Linked DNA regions of Mus musculus: regions 1, 2, 3, 4, 5 and 6 are each linked to region 7. Evidence: chromatin contacts called from public Hi-C, HiChIP or PLAC-seq and capture Hi-C data. All regions are on one chromosome and are shown on one strand. Each heading gives the region's core, a stretch centred on a gene start, on an enhancer-like site or on the middle of the called end of the contact. The rest is flanking DNA. Distances are from core to core; before and after follow the strand shown. Region 1 holds the start of Tbc1d9 (TBC1 domain family, member 9). Region 2 overlaps Rnf150 (ring finger protein 150). Region 3 overlaps Rnf150 (ring finger protein 150). Region 4 holds the start of Mgat4d (MGAT4 family, member C). Region 5 holds the start of Clgn (calmegin). Region 6 overlaps Inpp4b (inositol polyphosphate-4-phosphatase, type II). Region 7 holds the start of Il15 (interleukin 15).

Region 1 (3,541 bases), core at 25-2,524, 760 kb after region 7:
CATGCTTATGCTTCATGAGCCCAGAGGCTCTTGAGTGCAAAGCCATTCTGGGCTACACAGTGGGACCCTGTCAATGGACAGGTATCTAAATGATTAAACAAATCAGGGAGAAGACCCTTGTGGTGACAGGAAGAGAGCCTTGTACTTCTTTAGCACCCTCAGGGCTGGGCACAAAGCCTTGATGGAATGGCTGCCAGTTTGCTCATTCAGCTACTTGGAAGAGTCCTTAACACAGTCAGAAACACACCCAAACCGCTCTTAGTCCATCTGTACTGTTGTCATGAAATACTTGAGATGGTAACTCTTTTTGTTGTTGTTGTTGTTCGAGACAGGGTTTTTCTGTGTAGCCCTGGCTGTCCTGGAACTCACTTTGTAGACCAGGCTGGCCCCGAACTCAGAAATCCACCTGCCTCTGCCTCCCGAGTGCTGGGATTAAAGGCGTGCGCCACCACACCTGGCAAGATGAGTAACTCTTAAAGGAAAGACTTTTATTTCGCATGGTTGTCAAGGTCAGTAAGTCTACAACCATGTGGGCCACATCTGCTGCTGGTTCTGTCTGCTTCCTCACAGAGTTGAGCTGATGGATAAACTAACCCAACTCCTGTGTGCTGCTTTCTGTGTCTTTCTCCATTCCTGATGAGGGACCCCACTCGGCCTAATTGCCTCTAATGGCCCCACAGATTAATGCTGTCACAGTGACTGAATTTGGGGTTGGAAGGACACATTTAAATCATAGGTACACACATAAAAAATGTGTTTGAATGGTTTGGTTATTTGAAAAGAGGAGATTCTCACGATTGGCTAACTTTTGGGCCATTGCAGAGTCTAGTCAACAACTCTGGTCATCTGAAAAGGAAAACCTCTTTGGCTGAAAACATTTCTCCGATCTCTCGGGTGAATGCATTTAGTCGCGTACGATACGCAGTAAATGAGCTGAGACCAGAAAGGGATTCCAGGAATGCAGGGAAAGACAAATTGTTAAAAGCATAAAGTTGCCTGGTCTGAGTGCCTCTGGTTTAATTTTCATAAACAAACAAACAAACAAACAATGCTAGTGTCCCTCAAAGCTCCTAATGCCCAATATAGGAACAGCTGTGGGGAGAATTAGTTGGTTTAAGCTTTTGGTCTGTTTCCAACTTCTCTATAGCTTACGCCCTGTAGGTCAAGGAAAGAAGTGATGTAATGCATTTAGCTGGGCCACTTTAATTACAAAGGAATGGAAGGGGAGTGGCCACCGGTGGTGACAAGTTTAGCGCGTGACTTGATCCAGGGATGCAGGAAACAAAAACATTACCAACCATTGGCTGCGTCCACCTTGGACTCCTGGCTCTAGAGCCAGGTCTGGAACCTGGGAACACACGTTTCCGGGGCAGGGGTGGCGCTGTCCCGCCGAGCGTCAGCCTTGAATACACACGCCACACGCAGGCTCTGGGAGCGGGGCAGCTTCCTCCCTGCTGGGATGGGCGTGGGGCCCTGCGCTCCGCACACAGTCCCTACCGGGCTCGCGAGAAGCCACCCGCGGTCACCCGGGCTCGCGGCGACTGAGCCGCGCTGTCGTCATTCATTCCCAGCGCCGGGAGCGTCCTTCCAGCTCGTTGCCCCGACGCGCAGTGTCCACGAGCGGTGATCTCGGGCTCGGCAGCTGGTGATCACGGCGCCCTGGGGGCTCGGATTCCCGCACAAGCTCGCCCTTGAACACCGCCGCGCCCTGAGACCGAGCCCCGACGCTTGCTCGCCCTGCGGTGGGCAGGGCCGGGCTGCGAGGCTGTGCACTTGGCGAGCGAGGAGCCGTAGGGAGGATGCTACTTGCTGGGTCCCGATCCCCGTCGTCGTTCCCGGCTGCCCGCTGGGTCTTTGTCGCGGGCCGGGAGCCGCGGGCCGCAGCCTGCTGAAGGCCGTCGCGGCCCCGCACCCACGGGCGGGAGGGCGCGCGTGTGCCCGGGAGAGCGCGCCAGTGTGCGGGCCTCTTTGTGCGACTGCCCGCGGCCACCAGGACCATGTGGGTGAATCCGGAGGAGGTACTGCTGGCCAACGCGCTGTGGATCACCGAGAGAGCCAACCCCTACTTCATTCTGCAACGAAGGAAGGGCCACGGGGGCGACGGGGGTGGCGGCGGCGGATTGGCGGGTAAGAACGGGCACTGCGGGAGGCTCCGCCCGGGGCTCTGGCTGCGGACACCCGGGACGCCGCCCGGTCTCCGGGGCTGGGCCTTTTGCCGGCCCTGTCTGGGGGCCTGGAAGGTGTCTCGAGTTGTGATTTTATTTTCCCCCAGACTAGGAGAGAAACGCCTCTTTCCTGACCCTGTCGGGCGATGGGGTCTTTGAGTTCTGGGTGACCCATAGTGGGTTAAGATGAAATTAGCAATGAGTGAATTATTAAGAATCGAACGCCGGGTTGCATACTCTCCCTACCCCCCTTTAACATACTGCTGAATGTATTGAGAAGAGAGATGGAAGATGCTTAGCTTGGACTCAGCTGTCTTTATGGGCAATTAGGTATAAAATACCCTTTTGTTACCAGGGAAGCAATCTGTCAAGAGGCTGATGTGGTCACTTCCTACATGACCTATGAGAATGAATAAGGAAAATGGAATTCTTTTGTTGCATGAGATCTGACATAAAACAAAGCAAGTTATTTGGTTCTGGTCATAAAAAGAATTCGCTGTATAACTGCATTTTAACTAGTTCAGTTAGTTCTCAAACTCCTTCAACAAAATGTTACCAAGATTATTAGCAATCTTTCTCTCTTATAACCCGGTTATTTCCATATTAACTAGCTGTTTTGCATAGGGGGAGGTTACAGGTAATACTGACTTTCAGTGCTAGAGATAGTGGGCCTTCCTTCATGTACTAGAATATTTATTATAGCCAAAGTCAGTGAAAGACATAAGTAGATGGTTTACTAGGAGAGAGACTGCAGACATGGGATGGACTGCTGACATCTTCGGGGTTGGGACCGCATTTCCCAGAGTTTGAGTGTTAGGTAAATTGCTCCCACAGTGCCCGCTGTGAGAGGATAGTTCTTGATGAGGTGAAGACATAACTGTGATGTTTATAAACTGCTTTTTTTCACATTAAAATTCAGATGTTTTCCAGTACAGCATATGCTAGCGTGCTTATGTTTGAAATATTTGGCTAACGCAAGCAATGGCTTGTAGGTGACCTGATGTTCTTTACACCTTAAAACAAAACAAAACAAAACAAAACAAAACAACAAACAAACAAACAAAAACAGTGATATAGAAAAATCTGTAGAGTTGCAGATCTTGTTGTGAAAATCCTGGCTAGCAGTCTCAGAATCCTGACTAGCAGCCTCAGAATGTTCCAGTTCATTTTGTAGATGGTCTTGAACTGTGTATTTTAATGTGTTACTTACATTGTAGTTTGGGGGATGTGCCTAGGACAACAAACATGAATAAATGTTGAGTTTGAGTTTCTGTATCATGCACTAAGTATTCATCTTTCCCAGTCACTTGCACTAGGGTGTGAAAATTAGTCAGGGGGCTAGGTATATCTTCTTAACCTTCTGATTGTAGTCTGAT
Region 2 (4,006 bases), core at 9-2,508, 660 kb after region 7:
GAACTTGGTCTCAGAGGATACAGTATTCAAACTGTATGTGTGCATAGCATGTATATTGTCTTATAACAATACAAATGACAAGTGGTGCGGATTCTGTTGGGAAACAAACAAAATGTAGCAGGTTAGTCAGGCATGGTGGCTCATGCCTGTAATCTCAGTACTTGGAAGGCTGAGGCAGGAGAATTGTCTATGTGTTCGATGCATGAGGTGGTGGCAAAGCTCCCACCTCCAGATCCTAACATTGCTGAACTCCCTAGCTCCTGTTACTTCTTCAGTTCTAGCCTCAAATACATGGGCAAGAACTGCCTCTCAGGGGCAAATGTAGAATACAAGTTCAAAGTCTTACTGTTGTTCTAAATGCCAAGAACTGGAAATGTTTGTAAGCAGGAAGAGTGGGTTAAGTTACAATTTTATAGCATCCTGACTTGCCCACTGCTCTGTTATACATTTAGGTAGGGTCTACATTTTCTAAGAAGGTACAATAACACACTCAACTAAGTCAATTGCAGACTTTTTTGTTGGGACATTAACCTGTGCTACAAACCCACAACATTAGGCCTCTTTTCCATAGCTAAAACTTAGGCCTTAAGCAGTCAAGGTTTTTGTTTTGTTTTGTTTTATTTTGTTTTGTTTAAAAATTTATTTATTGTTATATGTAAGTACACTGCAGCTGTCTTCTCACACACCAGAAGAGGGCATCAGATCTCATTAGGGATGGTTATGAGCCACCATGTGGTTGCTGAGATTTGAACTCAGGACCTTCAGAAGGGCAGTCAGTGCTCTTAACCCCTGAGCCATCTCTCCAGCCCCAAGCAGTCAAGTTTTATGCTACACTTTGAGGCCTTCCCTTGTACCAGGTCCCCCAAAGGCATCACTTGCGAACTGTTCTTCAAACTGGCTGAGGGCCGACTATGGGTACTTGTAAGAGGAGGTGATAAGATCAAGCTTTCTACTACACAAAAGATCTGCCGTCTCCTTTAAATCGGCTTCTCTGTGTTTTGCTGAAGGGAGCAGGTAGTCAGAACGGTCAGAAATTTAAGACACCTCCAATCTTAAATTGACCTTGGCAGTTGAACAGGTGGATGTAAATGAGTCCTACGCGCAGAGCCAAACACACGCACGTCAGGGCTGAGTCTCCAGCGTTGAGCTCTGTAGCTTGGAATCTGTTTTTATATTTTGCAAGGATTCTGTATTTCTCAAATCTTCTGTTTAAATACTTCCTTGTTTTTGAACATGCTGAGTAAGAGGGCATTTTCCTGTTTCTGTCCCCTCCCCCTCTCCAACCCTTCCTAGAGCCAAGTAAATGATCCTTCCTTGCTGTGACCTAGGACCTAGGCCTTTAAACCAGACCTGTGTTCCTCCAGAGCCCAGCTCTTCAGTTTCTTCTGGCTACTTGCTGCACTATCATATAACAGGAGGGCAAGGAGTGGGCATCTGACTGTCATGTGGTAAAGATCGCTTTATGAAATGTGGGTACATTGACCTACCTCCAACAACAGTGAAGAAATACAGCGTTATAGAAACAATGGGGCTGTAGTTACAAAGGGAAGGCCCTGTGCTAGCATGTTACTGAGCTGAGAAGGAGCCCAGGAGGCTGCACATGAAAGATGGAGGCAGGTTCCCAATGAATATGCTACAATAATAAATACATTAATAATACAGCTGACACAGCATTGCTGGAGTGTGTGTGTGTGTTTGTGTGTGTGTGTGTCACTCTGTGTGTGTGTGTCTGTGTATGTGTGTGTATCTATGTGTGTGTGTGTGTGTATCTGTGTGTGTGTGTGTGTGTGTGTGTGTGTGTGTGTGTGTGTGTGTGTGTGCATGTATATGTGTACACTCTGGAGAGTAAACCCAGGGCTTTGTGCATGCTAAGCAAATGTTCTACCACTGCCTTCATTCTCTGCAGTACTTCTGGAAGTAGCAGCATGATGGCATCCATATAAATTAAATGAAGTTGTAAGCTTCTACCTAGCATTCAGATCCTTGCCCAGTCTGAGCCCAGCCTGCCCTTCTTCTCCCATTGCCCACATTAACTAAAACAAAGAAAGCAGGACAGACATCATCTATGTTTTTCAAAAGGGGGAAATAATAAAACTTCTTCTCAAACTCTTTCCCCCTCAAAAAAGAGAGAGAGAGAGAGAGAGAGAGGAAAGCACACTTCCAGCTCAGTGAGGCATCTTCATCCTGATGCCAAAGTCAGAGATAACACAAGGAGGGGATACTACGAGCCAGACTCCCTCATGTTTATTCATGCAAAAATCTTCAAAGTATTATTAAGTTTAATTCCCAGATATGGGAACATAATATACACCATTCCCAGGCAGAGTAGGCAGCTCTGCAAAGAAGATACCCAAGCGGCCATGCATTTGTAAAGATCGTCAGCATTAGTTCACTATCAGGGCAACGCACATCAAACCACCAGAGCATAATCACCGTAAACCTATTAAGATGGCCACTGTCAAAGTCTGTTGTTGTTTAGTGTTGTCTAGGGTACACTGTTGGTTAAAATGTAAATTGGTACAACAATATGAAAAGGTGTATGGAGATTGCTCAAAAACTTAAATCAGGAAATTAAAATTACAGCTATCTCATATCTGGGCTTGGGTCTGAAATAACCAAAGTCAAAATCTCAAAATTCCCCTACATTGAGGGTAGAGAGACAGCTCAGCAAGTGAAACGCTTGAGTGCAAACAGGAGCACCAGAGTGTACATACCCAGAACCACGAGTGCCCAGGGAGAATGACAGCCCTCCTGTACGCCAGCACTTAGAAGGCAGACACAAGGACACTTGGGGCAAGCTGGCTATCTAGACTCACCAAATCTGCACACTCTGAGTTCAAGTGAGAAACCCTGCCTCAGTGGGTAAAGTGGAGTGCTATCCCAGGTGGCACTTAGCATTCATCTCTATTTCCACATGTGCACACACATGCGCACACGTGCACACTCATCCACATGTACATGTGTGCTCACACAGGCAAACACATAAGCAGAACTCAAGAAAATCTCTGGGCACCACTATATTCATCAGACAGCACACTATTCACAGCAGTTGAGAGGTGGAAGTAACTTACATATACATCCGTGGATGGATTCAGTGTAATATTATTCGGCCTTTTAAAAAGAAGGTAACCCTGTCTATGCTAAAACCAAATAAGCTAGAAAAACAGGCTGACCTAAAGCCGTGATTCTCCACTGCTGGCATGCGGATACTTCACCCAGAGGACACTTGGCAAGGCCTGAAGACATTTTTGACTTTCCCAGCTGGCAATAATCTCAGTCAGTGGGCAGAGACCAAGTGTGCTGTAAAACATTCCGCAATTTATAGACTGTCTCTCACATAGAGAACTACTTAGCCACAAATACCAATTATTATTTTAGAAACCCTGATATGGTTTTTTAAATTAGATATTATCTGAGGTCAAGTTGAAACAGAAGGACTGGCGATAAAGTGCCATGAGAAAATGTGTGGGAGAAACAAAAATAATCAAGCTGGGTTTGGGGCTTTTAAGAATTTGGACATGAATGGAGGCTGCACAAGTGTACACTGTCAGAGCCACCAAGGCTAATCATGCTCTTGAAATGATCTAACCTGGAGGTGGGCGGATGGCTCAGTGGTTAAGAGCACTAGCTGCTCTTCCAGAGGACCTGGGTTTGACTCACAATATCCACTTGGTGGCTCACAAATGTCTGAAATCTGCTTCCAGTTGATCTGATGGCCTCTTCTGGCCTCCATTAGCATCAAGTACTCACATAGGGAAAAAACATACATGCAGGCCAAGTCCTCATCACACACACAAGGTTTTTCAAAATAAAGATATATGCAAATTACCAGAGACAAATAGTATTCAAGAAAGACTGATTTACGTAATCTGTAAACTCTTAAACTTTTAACTTTATAATTAATGATTTTTAAACATCTTTGGAAAAAATGAGAAGGAAATGGGTATAACCCAAAGCTTGGCACAAATCCACTTTACTGTTGCTGAAGATCTTTCTCCTGCTGCGG
Region 3 (3,503 bases), core at 574-3,073, 680 kb after region 7:
TTGGCAAGGTCATACAGAGCAGGGATTATCAGGAAAGCAAGCTCTTCCCACTGAGCTGTATTTATGTATTTGATTTGAGCTTTTCCACCTCATTACACTAATATCTTTCAAACATTCGTGAGCTGTAAATCCATGCTGCCCACTGGAATTTTGAGTCCAGGGCGATGGAATTCTCCACTGCTCCTTTTCCTTCCTTCCTTCCTTCCTTCCTCCCTCCCTCCCTCCCTCCCTCCCTCCCTCCCTCCCTTCCTTCCTTCCTTCCTTTCTTTCTACTTTTAATGCATTCCTATTCGATGGTAGAGAGCAAGGCAAGGAAAATGATAACAAGCTTCAGAAAAATCACCTCTGTCAAAGGTCTAGCACATCCCATAATTAATGCCCGCCTCCAAGGCCTGAGATGCTTCGTAGCGAGGAAGCAGGTGAGTGCTAAACCAGACTCTCTCCAATGAAGTTTCGAAGATGAGTCTCACTGTCCCCTCTGTCTCAGGTGACACATCTGCACTTCTCCAGGGGGGATCTGTGTTGTGAAAACAACTGAGTCACAAAGGAAATTTTAATATTTAGTCTAATGACATTGGGGTAATTCAACAACAAGAGAAATACAAAATTACATTGCATGACCAGACAGAAAAAGATCTGGTAGGTGTTTTCTGGCCAGTGGCCAGGTAAACGCTGATTATATAAGCAAGTCCTTGACCTAATACCCTACAGGATGCTAAGGAGCCCAAGAGGCCCACCCTTAGCCTGTTGATCTGACTCCAAGGAGACCCTGTGGCAAACTCCCTGAGCCTTTGACAGTCTCTGCTTACCAAAGAGTTTTGAAGGGCTTCCCTGTGACCTTCATGGCAAAAGAAAGATTAAAAGAAAGTTTTTCCTCTTGAGATAACTGGCAAAGCTCTTACTATAGACATTGCTGCTGCCTTCCGTGATGAGGAGGCCCTGACCTGAGGACCCAGTGAGCCACACGTGGCTATGCAGCCCAGGAGTGCCCACTGACTATGCATTTACAGGCATGCATTTTTCTGGAGCAAGTGGTGCACCAACTCTGTCCAACAGAAATACAGCCCAAGTCACATGCATTTTTTTTTCTAACTCCCGATAGCCACATTTTAAGAAGCAAAAAGGAAACAGGTGGAAATTATTTAATAGCAGTTTAATCTAATATTATTATTGTTTTGATGTGCAAATGATGTAGGGTGTCAGGAAAACATTTTCCTCTATTCTTTGTTACCTATTCTAAATCTGCTGTCTTTTACACGCCCAGCACATCATCATTATTACTAGCCACAGTTCAAGCTTTCCGTAGCCACATGTGCCTAGTGGCCACCAGCCGGGCAGCACAGCCCAAGAAATGTTCCAGAATCCTTACAAGTGCTCTCCTGACTGTGACAGGAGAAAAAGGATAAGATTACCTCAGGTTTTCCCCAAAAGAAAAACAGACTTTAGCCAAGTTACCTAAGGAGACAGCCAGGGATGTTCTTATTCCATAAGTAATAGCGGTTCAAATAGCCTTTATCAACTTTCTAAACACAGTGTCCACTGTCCTCAGCAACTGTTGCTTCTCTGACGAGCTGTTTGTTAAAAAACAACAAGACAACCAACCATGCTGATTTGGTGCTGAAATAAAATTACACCCTCACTTTTATGACAAACCCTGAGACTCATGTGAGAGACTTACACCCCTCACTTCTATGACTAATCCCAAGACTCTTAATGTGACACTTAGCCAAAGAGAATTTACCTCAACCCATAGTTCTTCATCCCTGTGGCTGCCCCGTTCTAAAGCAGTAGAACTCAGAGACAGGAAAGGCGCAGGAAACCGCAGGCCGAGCCACATACCCGGTCTGTGTGGCATTGCCGAGAAAGGATCTCTGAGCTTGTGGCCATCCAGCCTCTATGTGGTGAATGGCGAGCAGCTTTCTCTTCAGCTTTGTCCAAGGTTGAGAGAGGAAAAGAGCCCTGAACTCCCTCAGAGTCACTTTCAGAATGGCTTCCTCCTGCGTGGTTAATCCTTCTAAAGGGCTGCTGCCTCCTAAGAACAGCCTTGGGTCTGGCAGGGCCTTCAAGGTCAGTTCTGGTCACACACCCAAGGGATGGATATAGTATGGAGACAGGAGATGATAAGGTATCAGAGGCAATCAGGCAGTGGTGGCTCACACCTTTGAACCCAGCACTCAGGCAGGTGGATCTCAGTGAGTTTGAGGTCAGCCCGGTCTATGAAGCAAGTTCTGGGACAGCTACAGAGACAAATACTGGGTGGAGGCAGGGGCAGAGGTGGGGAGGAGTACCAGAGGCACCTAGCTATTTCAACATTGTGTGTGACATCCTGGCCATGGAAGCAAGTCTCTCTCCAGAGATTTGTTGTTGTTGTTGTTGTTGTTGTTGTTGTTGTTGTTGTTGCTTTAACATTTTCATCTGTGGGTATTCAAGGGTCTAGCCTGTTAAGAATGGCTGTGCCCAGTGGCCATTTTCTTTACAGCCCAGACATTCCTGGGACTACAACACTTCCAGAACCAAAAGAGAACATCAGTCTGCCTAAGATTCTTGGTGTAAGCTTAGTTGGTGCTGAAGTAGATTGCATAAGCATTTAATGGCATTTAGTTGTCCACTGAATGCATATCCTTGGCTGAACACCATGAAAATTACCAAATAAAAACTTTCAAAAATTTTAGGAAAGATCATCATGCAATCTACAAAGAGAAGGTCCAGTCTCTGCAGTGCTGAGGTACTGAGGCCAGGGAGATGATGTCCTGTAGAAGAAAAAAAAAAAAATTAAATGTATGAGTTGCTCTATCTGCATGTACACCTGCAAGCCAGAAGAGGGCATCAGATCCCAGATACAGATGGTTGTGAGTCCCCAGGTAGTTACTAGGAATTGAACTCAGGACCTCTAGAAGAGCAGTCAGTGCTCTTAACCACTGAGCCATTTCACCAGCCCCCATAGCATTCTTAATTTCCCTTCCCTTCCTTGCACACACACACACACACACACACACACACACACACACACACACACACACACTTTCCCTATCTTACACCCCATTTCCTTAAACCCTGTTCCTTGGTCCCCTCCTAATAGGCCACATTCGCACAAGAGCAGGATTTGCGTGACCTGTTTCTGCCATCTTCCCAGGGTCCTTAACATTTAGCAAGCCATGCTTCTTGGAAAGAACGTACGGCAAAGAGGAGCAGAGGCACTGCCCTTCAAAGACTGGGCTGCCTGATTTCCTGAGCAGTATTTCTGTCCATTTTGGGAGAGGACGGAGGAGCAGGGGTGATGGCTGAATTTCACAAGGGAAACGACCAGTACCCTGAAGGACATCCACAGCAGGCAAGATCCCAGATCAAAGCAGGGTGAGCTAAGGAGAAAGTCTATGTGGAAAACTGCCCCTCCCCTGGGCTCGGAACTTACCAATGAGTCCCAGGGAGAGCAGGTGTTGAAGGGAGTCAATAGTCATGAGTTAAAACGTCTTGATTGTGAAGAAGATTGGGATACTTGGCTC
Region 4 (3,591 bases), core at 451-2,950, 950 kb after region 7:
CAAGAGAATCCCAGCAAGATGTGTACCCAGGAGATGAGCTGTCAAACTGATGACAGAACACCACACTGAAAACAGAGTATCATATTGAGGGAGATGCTGGTTCGGTTATGTGAATGCATGCTTTGCCCACACTTTAGGGCTGGTAAGTGGAAAACATTTTCCCAAGTATTTGGGGATGCTAGGGGTCAGGGTAAAGCAGGCAATGGTGTTCTGATCAAATTCTCTCTTTCCCACCCTACAAACTTTTTCAAATTGATAATTCATTTGGGGGGACCCAGAAAATTGCTGACCAATCCACCAGCCCATTGAAAATTCTGTGTGTGTGTGTGTGTGTGTGTGTGTGTGTGTGTGTGTGTGTGTGTGTGTTAGGGAACCAGTAACACATATGACTTCCTATCATGAGATTGACTGTAACCTACTCCTTCCTGGACTCCGTGTGTGTGGTTGGAACATAGCTGCACTCCACTTGACCTTAGCTCCTGCAGCACTTTCTCCTGAACGTTGAGTAACCTGCGGTAAGCCATGACTTGGAGGCTTGAGTTCATGTCAGACACTAACAGTTTGGTATTGCTCTGTGTTGTAATTTACAACAATGCTCGTTTTCTAAGTGAAGACCCTTCCTGGGACTTTATCACCTGGTGAGGAAGACAGGAACTGCTAAGCCGTAGTGACAGGCAGATAGTAGTGCACTAGGAAAATCATCTTATTGGATGAATTGTGGACAGCCTAGGGTGGCGCCAGTTTGAATGTCACCATAACAACGTGGGTGTCAGGGCAGAAGTGGGGATCTAGAAACATGTCCCTAAGAAGGACTGTAAACATTTTATAGATGATGAGTGTAATAGCAGTCAGAAGGACCTGATGCCCTTGATAAAACTGAGGGGCTTTGGCGATAAAGAGCTTGAAGGAGAGGCTTAGACTTACTGGGGTGAGACATGCAAGAAAAAGGCTGAAAACCAGTTAGTTGGTGCTCCAATCAACACAGAGAAGCTGATGTCCTTCTGACGATATTTTCCTTGATACCTTCCTTCTCTATAGTAAGGACTTTCTCCATCGCTTCAGAGACTAGCAAGTGGGTTTATGTGTCTGTCCTAGCAGGGTTTGCTTGCCTTGTGGCCTCCAAGAGAGCTCAGCAAACGCCTGGGAAATGGGGCGGAAGAGGGGCTGGAGGAGCAGAAAAGTGAAGTAGCTATCAGCTGTCTTTGCCTCCCTCTTCTAGGATCTCACTACTCACAACTCCCGGCCATTACTATTCAGCGCAACATTCTCAAGCAGGTGGGTGTCCAAATCTTTTAAAGCTTTCAAAGGGGCCAGAAACTGGGTGCTCTTGCAGAAAAGAGATTGTGCATCACCCAAACACTGCCTGCAAGTCTCCAAGAGAGATCAGAGTGTAAAGACCAAATGGGAAACATGAAGGGCTGTGTCATGTGTTTCACACCTTTGAATCGAAATCTGATGAATTCTCGCAGGAAATTACCCTAAGATGATAATGTCTGGTCATGGCCAGGCAGCGCAGGGCTGACCCACAGTTTTTCACAGCCTTGCCAAAGGATTGTAAAGTGTGGTCAAGAGGGGACCACGATGTGCCTGGGAGAAAGTGTTGGGGACCTGAGGACCGTAGCAACGGCCCCTTGGGAGGGCGAGCAAGCACGCGGGGTCAAGGACGCAGGCTCAGTGCCTGTGCAGCCTGGTGTTGGCAGTGACGCTGCCACGATGAAGGCCAAGAACGTTAACTTGCTCTTCGCCTTCGTTGCCGTCCTGCTCTTTGGTTTCTCGTGTTTCTGCATCTCCAGGATGAACCAAACCAGTAAGCGGGGGTGGGGGGGGCGGGGGTGGTGGAGTGGGGTGGGGTTGATAGTGGGATATGAGGGAGATGGGGGGCGCTCTCCATCCTGCCTCTCGGGATGCCCCATCACCAGGGGCGGTTGGGCTGTAACCAGCCCTCGCAGACACCGTGGGGCACGGGACGCGTGCTGATGGATCGGCCTCGTGCTAGCAGGTCCCCCCAAAACTGCCCCTCGCCTCTCCTGCTCATCCTTCCTCCAGATCTCTTCAATATATCGCAAGAGCTCCAGGACTTTCTTCCTCCTTTCTCAGTAACTTTAAATATTTTCAGAGAATTTAGGAGCACTTACAGAAAGACAGCCAGGTTGTCTTTCCTCTCTTTACAAATTAGCTGGTGTTTGATTTCGGCACTCAGGAGGCAAAAGCAGGCAGTCTTTACGAGTTCCAGGCCAGCCAGAGAGCGGACGACGAATTTTCTGGGTAGATAGCCTTTTTTTTTTCTGTAAGTTTGTGGGATTAATAATTTACTTGTATGAGAATATTTAAATGAGGAGGAGGAGGAGGAGGCATCTCTGTTCTTGTCTGTTTTGTTCCCTGATGTGAACCTAGTGTCCAGGAAGAAAAACAAAAACAAAAACAAAAACAAAAACCAACTAACAACATTGTTTGGCATAGAAAAAAAATGCCAATTAATAAAAACCAATCAGGTAAATGAGTGAATGAAACAATAGCTGTCTTGCTGTAAGTAACTGATCAATGAGGACAGTGAGAGAAAATCTGCCTTTCCATGGAGTTTCCACAATGCTTGTGGGGGTAAAAAACAAATATTGCTAAAGCTTAGGACTGCAGCATGAACTCCAATATTGGTGGCAACAGAAAAGGACAATACACTGGGAACTTGTGGAGGTGACACAGGGTAGCCCATAGTCCAAGAAGAGGAGAAGCTGAAGCCACTTGGTGGTGCTTGGAGATCGAGATCACACGACAGAATACCTCCGATGGAGAGGCACCACTGTGCCGCCTTTGGCAAATATTCTCTGCACCTTTGTGGTACTTTCCTATAGATAAGCGTGGGGTAAGGGTCTCCTGGTGGTTTGGGTTTCTCTGGGAGATGCATCTGTTTGTGGCTACTTTGGGGGTCTTGCTGGGGTCCCCCAGCTGGCCATTCTTTCCTTGATGTGGCGTATAAGTCTCCCATTAGAGCTGCTCTATCACAGCCCTTGTGACTAGGGCTGTGTCATCAAGGAGGTAGACACTTTCCGTGACCCTGCAATACTGATTTGGGCCACAGCGACCTGAAGATCTATACCACTTCAAGCTGCCTGCCTGGCAAGCGGTGTCACAGATATCCCATCTTGATTTAGCTGGTTCTTCGCATCCCTGATCCTCTTCAACTGGCAACAGGACGACTTGTAGGCTCAGTGGTTTTCAATTTTCAGAGAAACACGCCTCAGCCTGTACTGGGGGAGAAGAGTATCATATTTTTATCTTCTCTGCACTCTCTTTGGAGGATCAAATGCAGGAGTATATTAAATCCCAGCAAGGTCTGGGCCCTTGGGAGTATGGCAGACACATGAAACTGGATCAGCAACTATATAGTAAATGCTCTGAATGCTGACGTACGTTTTGATTGGGTGTAAAACATTTTTATGATGTTCACAAGAAGCACCTTTAGAGGGCAAAAATGCTAGAACTGTAGAAGAATACACACTGTAGAAGAAGAATACACACTGTAGAAGAATACACACTGTAGAAGAATACACACTGTAGAAGAATACACACCCACAAAGCCAAGGCAAGGGGAAC
Region 5 (3,535 bases), core at 861-3,360, 990 kb after region 7:
CAAATGCAAGTTTCGGATTCAGACGTGGATGAACCTCAGGCTGAAAGGAGTAGGGGAGTATTTAAGCTCCTTTTTAAAAATCACATTCCACAAGTCTATGATTGCTAGGGATGAGGTCAAGAAAGCTTTTGGCAGCTGGGTGTGGTGGCACATGCCTTTAATCCCAGCACTTGGGATGCAGAGGCAGACGGATTTCTGAGTTCGAGGCCAGCCTGGTCTACAAAGTGAGTTCCAGGACAGTCAGGGCTACACAGAGAAACCCTGTCTTAAAAAAGCAAACAAACAAACAAAAACAAACAAAAAAAACAAATCAAAACAAAAAAAGATATGGAGCAATAAACCTATCCAGAAAGGTTCTTTGGAGCAACTTCTGTGCTGTCTAGAAATGGACAGTTCAAGTCACAGGTCAGTAGCGGCAGCTCGATCCACTCGCAAACACTTCACAGATACACCAGCAGTCCAGGTTAGTAGAGTCAGGTTAGCGACAGCAGTGGCATGACCTAGCAGAGACAGCCAGGCCTCAGCCTTGGCTTGAGTCAGCAGGAGGGACCAAGAGGAACACCAAGAAAAGTTCTGACTATGCCTCTCTCAACCAAGCATAGACCAACAAAGACTCGTGACTAACAAATGTTGCACAGCTAGCTCGATAAGCAAGCCTAGCTCAACCCCTGTCACTGTTAGTTGGGTCCTTTTTATACTCCCTCTAAACATCACGTGTCCTCCACAGGTCCTGCCTTAGCATGTGCGTCTGTCTCAGCTGACATCACTCTGCCAATCAGCCCAAGTCTGCAAAAGCAACAAAAACTACAACACACTACCAACAATTCTTTAATGTGTTTCTATGGAGTCCCGACAGACACAGCTCAACTACACAATGTAAGGCACACCAATACATATGTCATTAGCGAAGAATCCTTTATCACGTGTCCTTTCACATGTTTGCTTTAGCAGAACATCCTCTCTCCTGTGTCTGCTTCAGTGTAACATTCCTTCACGAGTCTGCTGTAGCCTTTCACACCTATGTCCACTTTAACAAGATGCTCCTTCAAGTGTTTGTCCCAGCAAAACACCACCCAACTGACTTTCCAAAGAACCCTTCACACCTCCTTCAGTTAAACCTAGGACAATTTGGGTACCACAGTAACTGTACACAGTGACTGGATAAAACAGACTCTATGCCTAAATAGGATGGACTCTTGGATGGAGGTGTGTTAAGTTTTTAAAAATGTTGCTTGTGCCTAATAAGGAATGAAGACAGTTAGTTAAAATTACTGTATTGAAACCACAGTAAAGTTGAGTCAAGCAAAAAAATGACAGATCCTAAATCAAGGGGCAGACTTCAAACATTTATGAACAGAAAACAGAACGTTTACACAGACTCAAAGTTTGGTCACACAAATTAAGACGATACAAACAATATACAGAATTGTAAACATACAGAGAAAAAAGCAGGTAATGCCTTCAAGGAGTGTTCAAGATTAATAAAAAACCAATTATGTGTCTGTGGCAAATTATTAACATTAATACTGACAAAATGAAAATGTACAGTTTCATTTATAATGTAATAGCAAGCCAGGAGCATGTGTGAAATAGGAAGCTTCCCGGTTGATAACCATGAACAATCAGCTACTAAAACACAAAAATATAGAGGGAAATTTCAGCGTATGAATTTGGCACACCTGCCCTGGCACTCTTTTAAAAACGTTGAGATAAAATTGAGGAAACAAAAGATGTGGATCAACTGATACAGAGCTTGCATAACCCCACCAAGAGGGCTTCAATCACTACTGCATAACAGTGTGGCGTTGCAAATCCAAAAGTCAGGAAGAAGGGAAGGAGGATCAAAAAGTTTAAGGTCATCAGAACAAAACAAGAGAAAGAAAAACAAAAAAACCCAAAACCATCCATCTATTCATCATCCATCCGGGAACCAATTAAGGTGCGACACGAAGAACTGAGCAGTCTGCAGAGCCAGCAGCCTGAGCTCCAGAGAGGGACTGACGTTGGAAGGACCGCATCCCCCCAGGCGCGCGGCCGCTGGGTCCCGAGCGGCGGTTGAGCGGGCCGCTTGCGCACTGGGGCTGCCTCTGCATCCTGCATCCTCCCGCGCGGCCGCTCGCGCACGCGCAGTTAGCAGTCGCTGCTGGGCGGCTGCCGGCGGGATCGCTCTGGGGAGACGCCGGGCACCAAGTAGCGGCCAGTCGGACACCTGAGCTGCCGCTGCTGGACACAAGCCCGCAGGACAGGTGTGTAGACCGCGGGCCGCCTTCCTGCGGCTTGTTCTCTGGGGACCGGGTGAGAAATCGGATCCAGGTGCCCCGCAGCATCCTCTTCTGAGACTAGAAGAAGGCTTAGCTTGGTGCGGCCAGGTGAGGCTGGAGGATGAGTTCAGGGATGAATGTGGGAGTTAGACTCTTGGGTGGGCTCTGCCAACCTCGGGGACAGAGATCAGCCCTGGATGGAGGGAGACGCCACCCTGAGTCCCTTGGGTCCTCCTTCTGCTTCCCTGACACTGGGGAAGGCCAGGTTGCCCTGCCCAGCCTGGCGCCTCTCTCAAGTCCGTTATCCCAGCGGTTGCCACAGCTGCTGTTGCCACTGTGTGGCCCGGTTCCACGAAGCTCTACCACAATCCCTGGAGAGTTCTTCTCGCATCTTTCTAGAAAATGCAACAAAACCAACCTGGGCACATTTGCAGCCCACTTCTCTGTGAAGCCAAAGAACCCTACCTCCCCCACCCCCACGCTCAAACCTGGCTAAGGTGGCCAGAGAATCCTGGCCACTCCCTAGACACTTGGGTGGAGCCTAACAGGAGCCATTGGGGAGTAACCGGCCCTGTGTTGAATCCAGAAAACCTTAATGACTAGAGTCTCATTATCTAAAGCCTGTTTACTATCAGTCAGATACTTTAGCTGAGTTTAAGTGGCATCTGCCCCACCCAGGAGGAAGAAGCTATGCAGGGGTTTGTTTGGGGTTAAAGAGCAAAAGGCTAGGAAGTTGGGAGCTGGAGACCGAAGGTATAAACAGAAATAAACAAATTAGGCAAAACAAAAATTTAAAAATTAGGTGGTCAATGGTTCAATATCTCTGACGAAGATTAATTTATGTTGAAACAGAATAGTAAATCATGGTTGTTTTTCTTGCCCTGAAAAATTGACATCTCCCTAGGTAGCTCTCTTTTTTTGGTAATTGTAATTTTGACCATTTTCTAGTCTACAGTCTGTTGGTTTGGTCATCCAGACACATTGATCCTGTTCCTTAAACTCAAGATAGTCTTTTTTGTCTTGTTTTGATTGGTCTTGTTGGTCTGTTGTCTGTAAATGGTGGCGTGTGCTGATGGATATGCAGCTAGCAGGTGGGGGCTCAGGGCTCTGGGCTTGTTTGGTGTCTACTAAACTTTCCTTCTTTATTATGTAATTAGAAAACAGGAACTGTCAGCTTTGATAGGACTTTCTCTCAACTCATGGGTGACAAGAGGCCCAGAGAAGGGAACCAGTTCAGTTGTCCTTTGAACAACAGTGTTAGTCACTTAGTGACA
Region 6 (3,667 bases), core at 517-3,016, 590 kb before region 7:
TTCAACAAGATCCCTTTCTGTGAGGCATTGCTGCTCTAATGGGTATACATCTCAACCTATTGTCAGGAGTGATTGCAACTAGAGAGTCTTGATATGAAAATTAACTTAGAGTTTGCATAATACAGAAGATCTGCTCTAAATATCCATGTTTCCCAGGGTATCTCCCATATTCTTTTTAAAGGTTTGACTGTCAGGGTAGTTTTTAAAGTACTTTGCATATTTTATAGGTGCAAAGAATTTCTGCAGGAACATTACTGGCATTGAAGCTTGAATTCTGAGTTCAAGTCCCAGGGTTTCTTCCATTCTACCAAAAGGTTAAGCAAATGTTAGGTATGTGAAGTAAAGACAGTGGCAACTACTCTAACTCTCTAGGAGAGTTATCACAGTCCTCCTGCCCAGGGAGAAGGCAACCACACTACCTATCTGAATACAGTATTTAAAGGAATCATTTATTATGCCAGAAGCTCCTGTGGCTCTAGAAAATGTCAAATGAGCCCTTTAAATTGACATTGAGGTCCCAGGCAACAGAAGGGAGACAACAGGAAACACTACCAACACTTGGACTTTGGAAGGAAATGACCAGTGGAGTTGGCTTTAACTGATATCCAATGAGTGTTGGCAGTAACCCTGGCTGAGGCCTGAGAGCAAAGACTTCACATAGGGAGCAGGAAAGGCTGGCCCAGGGGTGGCCCTAGCAGGTTTGGAATAGTGCTGCAGCGCTGGAAATACTGCCAGGTGGTCTCAGCGCCACTGCAGGGAGGACAGGCAGAAGGGTGATCAGTGAGAGAGAGAGACAGCATCTTTCAGTGTTTACAGACGTTCCCTATTAAGAAAGCCTAAAGAAGAAACAGTTGTGACAGTGGAAACATAATCTGGGGAGTCTCAGGCCCTTCTTTCCATTCTGGACTTGGAGCTTAGATTGAGAAGATTGGTAAAATGCTTTGCAACAAGAAATGCAAATTTAATCTTGAGAGTAAAACCATAATTTTGTAAGCATTAACATTCTAGCTCTCTTAAATCTTGAAAAAATAACAGTGGAATAGGTATTCTTAAATGACTTCAATGTTGTCAGAAAGGTTCCCAATAGTACTTAACCAGTGTTTACATCACATGAGGTCTACTCATGGTTGAGGCTCAATGGCTTGTGAGTAATATGCTTATTTTGCTATTATAAAGTAGTGATAAATACATTAATGAGGGTGTAACAGTTATGGAAAATATTTTATAATACCAGATTGATAGAGTGATTTCTATATTCCTTTTTACTCCCATGCATTTTCTTCAAAGACATTGTAAGAAATTATTGAATATTTTCAGAAACTATTAATGATATAAAGAAGCCTGTGCTTCACATGTTTTAGAGAACTGGTCTTTTGTCTCTGTAAGAGATAAGAACCAATCCCTGTGACTGCTAGTCTAAATCTTGCTGTCTTTCTAAGTAGTTTGATGATAGTCCTTTGACTCAGCTAAAGATCTGCAGGATCGTGTGGTGCTAAATTGCTATGAAAAAGTAGATCTGGATTCCTAGCAACCTTGCTTACAGGGAGAGAGAAAGAGAGGAGGGAAGGTGGATGGAGGGAGGGAGGGAGGGAAGGAGGGAGGGTGGAGGGAGGGAAACTGTGAAAATAACATCCCTTTTTACAATAGATTTCTTTTTCCTTTGATTTGGGAAATGGTCCTGCAATGTTCCTTTCATCTTCTGTGCTGGTCATTCTTGTTGTCTGGGATTACCTCCACTAAGAGGCCTGTCTTCTGTGATGTCGGAGTTTCTATTGAAATAAAGATATGTAGCTGATAATTGACTGGGAGTTAATTTATTTAAACACAGATTGTAAACAAGTGGCTATCGCCATGACGATCTTGGCTACTAGACAGAGTATGCAGCTAAGCTAATAAACAGACAAATGTAGCAGGAGTCTGGCAGGGAAACAACAAATCTTTCTTGCTGAAGGGAAGAAGTTGTAAAAAAAAATTGAAAAAATAAAATAAAAAACCCTGGAAAACTCACAGCTGCTCCACTCCTGATGCTGGCAAGGCTGAGAGCTAAATACCAGCTTCTTCAGCAACCCTTCAGTTTGCAGCATCCCCAGGCTGTGAATGTTTTTTAGCCCCTTTGAGCACCAACAGAGTAGCTTTGCCTGGGAGGAGGCAGTGAAGAGAACTCTGGGGGCTCAGGGGACAATATGGCTTTACTCTGGTGACCTGCTGTGGCCTTACAGGGAACTGCTCTTTTGTGGATTCCTTACTAGAGATATTTTAGGCATAGCTGTCCTGAGTCAGGCCACTTCTGGTCTGCAGGCAGGAAGTATTACTGCTTGAATTAGCCCATCATCAAACTCCTGTTTAGAAAGATGAAGTTAGTTCTTATATTCTAGATTGACACTTGTGAATTATTTGAACAGGGCCCTGGCTCATTGGGGAAAAAAAAATGTGTCTCTTATGCCTAACATTCTGGGTTAACCCCAGTATTGCAAAGGAAAGTAAGAAAGAGATAGATATTCAAAAGGCCTTCCATCTACTGATTCCATGCTTCTCCTCCATCATTCTCTGCTGGTGATGGATGCAAACCTGATTTTAACTCCTAATTGATTACTAATCTGATTTATCCTGTAAAGGAAAATATTTCAGAAATACCTTTTTTTTGATCAAACCTTATCTTGGCACATCTGTATGCTAATGCCTTGAGTTCTTTAAGTAGGTGAATATTGCCACGTTATTTTCACCTTCAGTCAAAACAATTAATAGAAAATAATTGACTTATGATTGATGAATGTACAGACTTTCTGGTATCCCCTCGGGAAACAGGGGTAGGGTGGGTCTCAACCCTCTGCTGTATCATAAGCTAAGACTTCAGGATGGAAGACTATTATTCCCAAGATGGACCTAAGAGTATCTTTGCTTTCCATGGTCTTTTACAGTCACATAATTGTGCCTGTTGCTTCATAATTAAAGGACAGCATTTGGAGTTATGGTGTTTCTCATGTCCTGTTAACCTTCTCAGAATCACAGGTCTCTGTACCCTCCATGTCAAATTAAGGGATGAAATTTCAGACTTCTTCCTGGGTTCATTTGCCCAAGAGTGAGTCCAAGTTCGAATTTTCCATTTCTCCCTATGCTTTCCATCTGTCTGTAGTTTGTAGCTGGCCTTTCTGTAACCTGTCTGTGTTTGCTCTGAGTGAGTCTCTTAACAAAAACTTTGTTCTCCGGTTATTGGACGGCAGAGAGACTACCACATGGGAGAGGAATGATGCTTTACAGAAATCTTTAACAGTTGCTTTTTAAACAAGGGATTAAGTTATTTACTTCAACTGACCCCAAAGAACTCACTACTGCAAACATTGTGTTATCAAGCATCTTCCATATGCTTTCCCCAATATTTATGGTAGATATTTGTTGGATAAGGTCAATTTCACTCTGTCTGCTGTTTTCAGCAAACTATTACCATAACACTCACACATATCCATATGCATTGCTCTCTGGGTCAGGGACATAGATGAATACACAATTTAAAATTAAAATTAGTCATTAGCTTAGGTGGTAGAGCTGATTACACAGAGGAATCCAGGCAGGTAAGGCTGGTGGTTCCCAGGGTCTCTTAATGGCAGGTTAAACAAACAACTGAGAACCCAATGGGATAGCAGTCTTAAATCGTAAGTGAACTCATAGT
Region 7 (3,567 bases), core at 249-2,748:
GCACCATTGTATTTTTCCTTTAACCCACCAGCAATCTGCAGGAAAATTCTAAGAAGCAGCTTCCCACCGCACTGTACACTGCCTCTGCCTGCCAATCAGCAGCCAGCAGTAATATCTAAACTACTAGAAACCTGTCAGGGATCTGAACTAGGGAAAACCTGACCCCCTATCATGTTGCAAAACAGATCACAAGGCAAGAGGAGCCATTAGAGTGAGAATGGGACTGCAAACTCCCAGAAGGGAAAAGGGGAAGCATAAAGATCAGAGGAGAAGCAGACACATTTATAACAAGCCTGAAGCAATTTCTGACCCTTCCACATTTTAAGTAAAACTCCGGAGTTTGTTGTTGTTGTTGTTGTTGTTTTTTTATTCTAAAAGCCTAAAATAACTATAGTTTTGTCTCTACTCCTTTATTAATATTGATGTTCCCTCTTGAGTCGCTTCTTTCTTATCAATCCCTCTAAACTTCCTTTAAGAAATCCTTTAAATTTTAGTGAGCATTCAATGTTGATAAGGATCTAACTTGAGGCAGCAATCGTAGTAATCTGTTTATTTACCGGCTCAGACTGGAGAGTCCTGGCAGGTCAATGGGGCCTCCCTGGCGCCACCAATGAGAGTATCAGAAATCAATTTAAAATCACCAGTGGAAAGTAGCTGCTGCCAATCACCTCATTTCCATTTCAGCTTCTGCGGGACTCTGTCTCTGGTTCTGTCTGAAACCTGTCAGGACGCTGCCTGGTTCTGTCTGGAACCTGGATCATTAACATTGTTTGGGCATTAACATAATATTAAATGCAGGGGGGAGGGGCTATAGACATTCTTTTGAGCTTCCCTTTCTTGCAACTTTGCACTCTCCAACCCACTTGAAAAAGTTAGCTGGGTTTTCATCTAAAGCCCGCTTGAGTGAGGATTTTATTTCAGGACAATCTTCCCCGTTGCTTCCCTTCAATCTGGTATTTCATACAGACAACTGCTTTGATTAAGCCTTGAGCTAAGCTGTTGCTAATACAGACCCAGACCTATGGCCATTCCTGCACATTTATTTCCCTAGAAAACGCATCTTCAACAAGGAAAAGGTGAGTAATTTTTGCAAAGGGAGAGAGGAGAGAGAGAGAGAAAGAAAGAAAGAAAGTCCATAGCAGCCATCCATTCGCCGGGGCCAGAAGTTTGAAAGAATGTGGCAAGCAGAGCCGAGTTAGTACCTTTCCTGACCTCTCTGAGCTGTTAGATGTGGAACTCAGCCTTCCAAACACAGCAGGATCCCGTCTTCGTCCAACTCTGCAACTGGGCGGGGGCAGTCCTGCCCTGGCAAGGTCCCTGCAGCGCGTAAGGAGATGCACTGCAAGTCTTTTGGGCGCAGAGAATTGGGAGAGACTTGCAGGAGGACCTGCAAGCTGCCCTACTCTGCAAGGGGGAGGATGAAGAAGAGAACTCTGGGGAAGAGTGGCTGGACAGAAGGGGAATACAGTGCCACTGAGTATTGAAGTCTTGGTCAAGAAAGAGGGCGGGGCGGCCTGGCCGGCAGCTGGAGGGGAAAAGGGTGCCTGAGCAGAGCCAGAGCTGGGAGGGGCCCGGGGCGTAGGCTTTCGGAAAAAAAAAAAATTCCATTGTTGATCCACCACCACCAGCACTACCACCTCCCATTCTGTACCTCCATCGGGTTCTGGTTGAAGGGTGCAGGATGCAGGGCAGCAGCCAGCGGGAGCAATCAAGGCACAAGGAGCGAATCAGCTGGGGTTTCCCCGGTTTCCCCCAGTGCTTTCCAGCCGGGGAGTCCCAACCCCAGCTAACAGAAAAGTGAAAGAGAAAGAGCCCAAGCTGAGGCGGAGATCAACACCCTGGGGAGGTTGCGGGAGGAACACATGGTCCCGGCCACCTTACCAGGTGCCCACATGATTCTGCCACTGCCAGGTCCCCAGGGCGCAGAACCTGAAGGGCAACTGAGAGCAGAGAGCAGTCTCCTCCCCCTGGGCAGTTGGCCACAGCCTCTGTGTGTCCTGGAATGCCTTTGCCTCTGTGAAGTTTCAAGGAGTTGGCCTGAGTTCACAGGTTGCTTGCATCTACAGCAACTGGCCTTGCAGGGAGGCAGTTTGGCTTCCCCATAGAAGCCCGGAGGAGATCTGGACAGAGACTGTACCGGGAGGAAACGGAAAAGGACCTTGGGTCTGGAATGGGCGGTCCTCCAAAACAACCCTTGACCTGCTGCAGAGTCTGGAAGAGGGAAGTTTCTTTCTGAACTCTTGCTAGGAGGGGCCTGTTTGGGAACAGTAAACTTCCACTAAATTGACCCCTCTTGGGTCATTTTTCCAACCTAATTTGTAGCTGAATGTAAAACATTGCACATGTCTTTTGATGGGAAACAAGGCGTGGGTAAGGCAGCATCTTTAAGTTGGAAATTAGGAGTGATTATAGTGAGGAGGAGTTAACCATGTCAACTGTGTGTCTATTCCAGACAGTCCGAGAGCCCGGGGTCCCAGCTTTGGCATTCAGATGAATCATTGAAAAGACTCAGTGGCTTGCGGTTCCCAAAGCTTTTGAGAAAGCCAGGAGAAAACGATGAGGCCCTTGGCACCTAGTTAAACACAACTATGTTCTGTGTTTTTGTGTATTACATTAAAAAATGGTAAAAACTAGAATATTTGAACGACTAATTATTAACTGTGTGTGGCATTCCACATAAAATCATTGTAATGGGAAGTTTGTTCTCACACACTTATCTTGTATCCCTTCAAGGTTTATATTTGAAACAATAATGCATGTTTTGGTAACAATCACACCAAAATTTACTTATAATAAAAATCGTGAAAATGTGTATTTTACAACCATTTAAAATTTTACTACCATTATAAATTATATTTAAAGAAACATAAAAATCTGACTGGAGAGATTGCTCAGCAGTTCAAGAGCTTGTTGTTCTTGCAGAGGTCTGGACTTCCATTCTCAGGACCATACTGAGATGATCCACTAACAGCTGTAACTCCTGCTCCAGAGGATCCAACAGCATTGGTCTCCTGAGGGACCTGCACTTACACACACACACACACACACACACACACACACACACACACACACACATACAAATACATTTTTAAAATCAATATTCTTTTTGTACAGGATAATACAGTGAATTGTCTTGAACAGCTTCAATGAGTTTCAAACCCAACCACTTTTCCATTTCACACTGAAGCCCTGCTTCGTGAAATGAGCATGCACTATAAAAATAGGCCAGAAGCTGGACTGAATTCCATCACAATGATGTACTAGAAGTGAACATCACAGTATGTGAGTGATGTAGAGGTGAGCAAGTAGGTCAATATCTCATGCCTCAACTTGGACCAATACAGAGCTCTGTGTACCCCGGCAAGGTGATTCCTTTCGCATCTCTCCAGATCGCCCTATGTCTCCTGTGTGCTGTTCAACTGGTAGAGGAATCACATGACCATCAATAAGACACTTCATGGACTACACCCAGTACCTCCATGCAGGGCTGGTTGCTGCTTTGGCCAGAACATACAATGCATCCCAGTTGTCCGCTTCTGTCCACGTGCTCTAACTGAGGCAGCTGCT

Evidence for each region. A called contact is a pair of places that touch in the nucleus more often than the background predicts. HiChIP or PLAC-seq counts read pairs in DNA pulled down with a chosen protein or histone mark. Capture Hi-C pulls out chosen DNA fragments and counts their contacts.
Region 1: an H3K4me3 HiChIP or PLAC-seq map of bone marrow-derived macrophages shows a contact between it and region 7, with 6 times the contacts expected there. The contact joins the promoter of Tbc1d9 here to the promoter of Il15 in region 7. A contact is called at or near these places in 1 of 39 promoter capture datasets (pre-B cells), 3 of 115 datasets of contacts at active chromatin or transcription factors (bone marrow-derived macrophages, embryonic stem cells and large pre-B cells) and 2 of 9 other capture datasets (liver and macrophages).
Region 2: a contact with region 7 is called in an H3K4me3 HiChIP or PLAC-seq map of bone marrow-derived macrophages, with 4 times the contacts expected there. The contact joins the enhancer-like site here to the promoter of Il15 in region 7. A contact is called at or near these places in 2 of 39 promoter capture datasets (the C10 cell line and pre-B cells) and 4 of 115 datasets of contacts at active chromatin or transcription factors (bone marrow-derived dendritic cells, bone marrow-derived macrophages, large pre-B cells and 1 more).
Region 3: an H3K4me3 HiChIP or PLAC-seq map of bone marrow-derived macrophages shows a contact between it and region 7, with 4 times the contacts expected there. The contact joins the enhancer-like site here to the promoter of Il15 in region 7. A contact is called at or near these places in 6 of 39 promoter capture datasets (the C10 cell line, liver, neutrophils and 2 more), 1 of 15 datasets of contacts at CTCF or cohesin (large pre-B cells), 1 of 484 Hi-C or Micro-C datasets (bone marrow-derived macrophages), 4 of 115 datasets of contacts at active chromatin or transcription factors (bone marrow-derived dendritic cells, bone marrow-derived macrophages, large pre-B cells and 1 more) and 2 of 9 other capture datasets (embryonic stem cells and liver).
Region 4: a contact with region 7 is called in a capture Hi-C map of embryonic stem cells, with 2.7 times the contacts expected there. The contact joins the promoter of Mgat4d here to the promoter of Il15 in region 7.
Region 5: a contact with region 7 is called in an H3K27ac HiChIP or PLAC-seq map of large pre-B cells, with 2.6 times the contacts expected there. The contact joins the promoter of Clgn here to the promoter of Il15 in region 7. A contact is called at or near these places in 1 of 39 promoter capture datasets (hippocampal neurons) and 1 of 115 datasets of contacts at active chromatin or transcription factors (large pre-B cells).
Region 6: a contact with region 7 is called in a Hi-C map of uterus, with 3 times the contacts expected there. The contact joins the enhancer-like site here to the promoter of Il15 in region 7. A contact is called at or near these places in 7 of 39 promoter capture datasets (the 3T3-L1 cell line, 3T3-L1-derived adipocytes, the HPC-7 cell line and 3 more), 1 of 484 Hi-C or Micro-C datasets (uterus) and 2 of 115 datasets of contacts at active chromatin or transcription factors (the NIH/3T3 cell line and bone marrow-derived macrophages).

What each region holds. Positions count from the first base shown.
Region 1 is chr8:83,164,078-83,167,618 of GRCm38.p6, forward strand. Tbc1d9 (TBC1 domain family, member 9) reads left to right here and starts at 1,275. Exons shown (of 21, transcript NM_001111304.1): 1 at 1,275-2,127. The coding sequence starts at 1,998.
Region 2 is chr8:83,063,018-83,067,023 of GRCm38.p6, forward strand. The region is part of intron 6 of Rnf150 (ring finger protein 150); the gene reads left to right. Among named protein-coding and RNA genes, the nearest start is that of Tbc1d9, 100 kb to the right of the region's middle. Within about 2 kb of position 1,259, at least 36 of the 459 cell types and tissues checked have an H3K27ac peak or open chromatin away from gene starts, as enhancers often do. A contact at or near this core is called in bone marrow-derived dendritic cells and bone marrow-derived macrophages, where this site is marked.
Region 3 is chr8:83,085,003-83,088,505 of GRCm38.p6, forward strand. Rnf150 (ring finger protein 150) reads left to right here. Exons shown (of 7, transcript NM_177378.4): 7 at 1-3,503. Among named protein-coding and RNA genes, the nearest start is that of Tbc1d9, 79 kb to the right of the region's middle. Within about 2 kb of position 1,824, at least 47 of the 459 cell types and tissues checked have an H3K27ac peak or open chromatin away from gene starts, as enhancers often do. A contact at or near this core is called in bone marrow-derived macrophages and neutrophils, where this site is marked.
Region 4 is chr8:83,346,772-83,350,362 of GRCm38.p6, forward strand. It overlaps Mgat4d (MGAT4 family, member C), which reads left to right and starts at 1,701. Exons shown (of 11, transcript NM_026233.2): 1 at 1,701-1,807. The coding sequence starts at 1,714.
Region 5 is chr8:83,387,732-83,391,266 of GRCm38.p6, forward strand. Clgn (calmegin) reads left to right here and starts at 2,111. Exons shown (of 15, transcript NM_009904.4): 1 at 2,111-2,369. It overlaps Gm32377 (a long non-coding RNA gene), which reads right to left and starts at 1,758. Exons shown (of 5, transcript XR_878991.3): 1 at 1,680-1,758.
Region 6 is chr8:81,810,410-81,814,076 of GRCm38.p6, forward strand. The region is part of intron 7 of Inpp4b (inositol polyphosphate-4-phosphatase, type II); the gene reads left to right. Among named protein-coding and RNA genes, the nearest start is that of Gm25267, 340 kb to the right of the region's middle. Within about 2 kb of position 1,767, at least 48 of the 459 cell types and tissues checked have an H3K27ac peak or open chromatin away from gene starts, as enhancers often do. A contact at or near this core is called in stem cell-derived epiblast-like cells and uterus, where this site is marked.
Region 7 is chr8:82,401,088-82,404,654 of GRCm38.p6, forward strand. It overlaps Il15 (interleukin 15), which reads right to left and starts at 1,499. Exons shown (of 8, transcript NM_001254747.1): 1 at 1,213-1,499.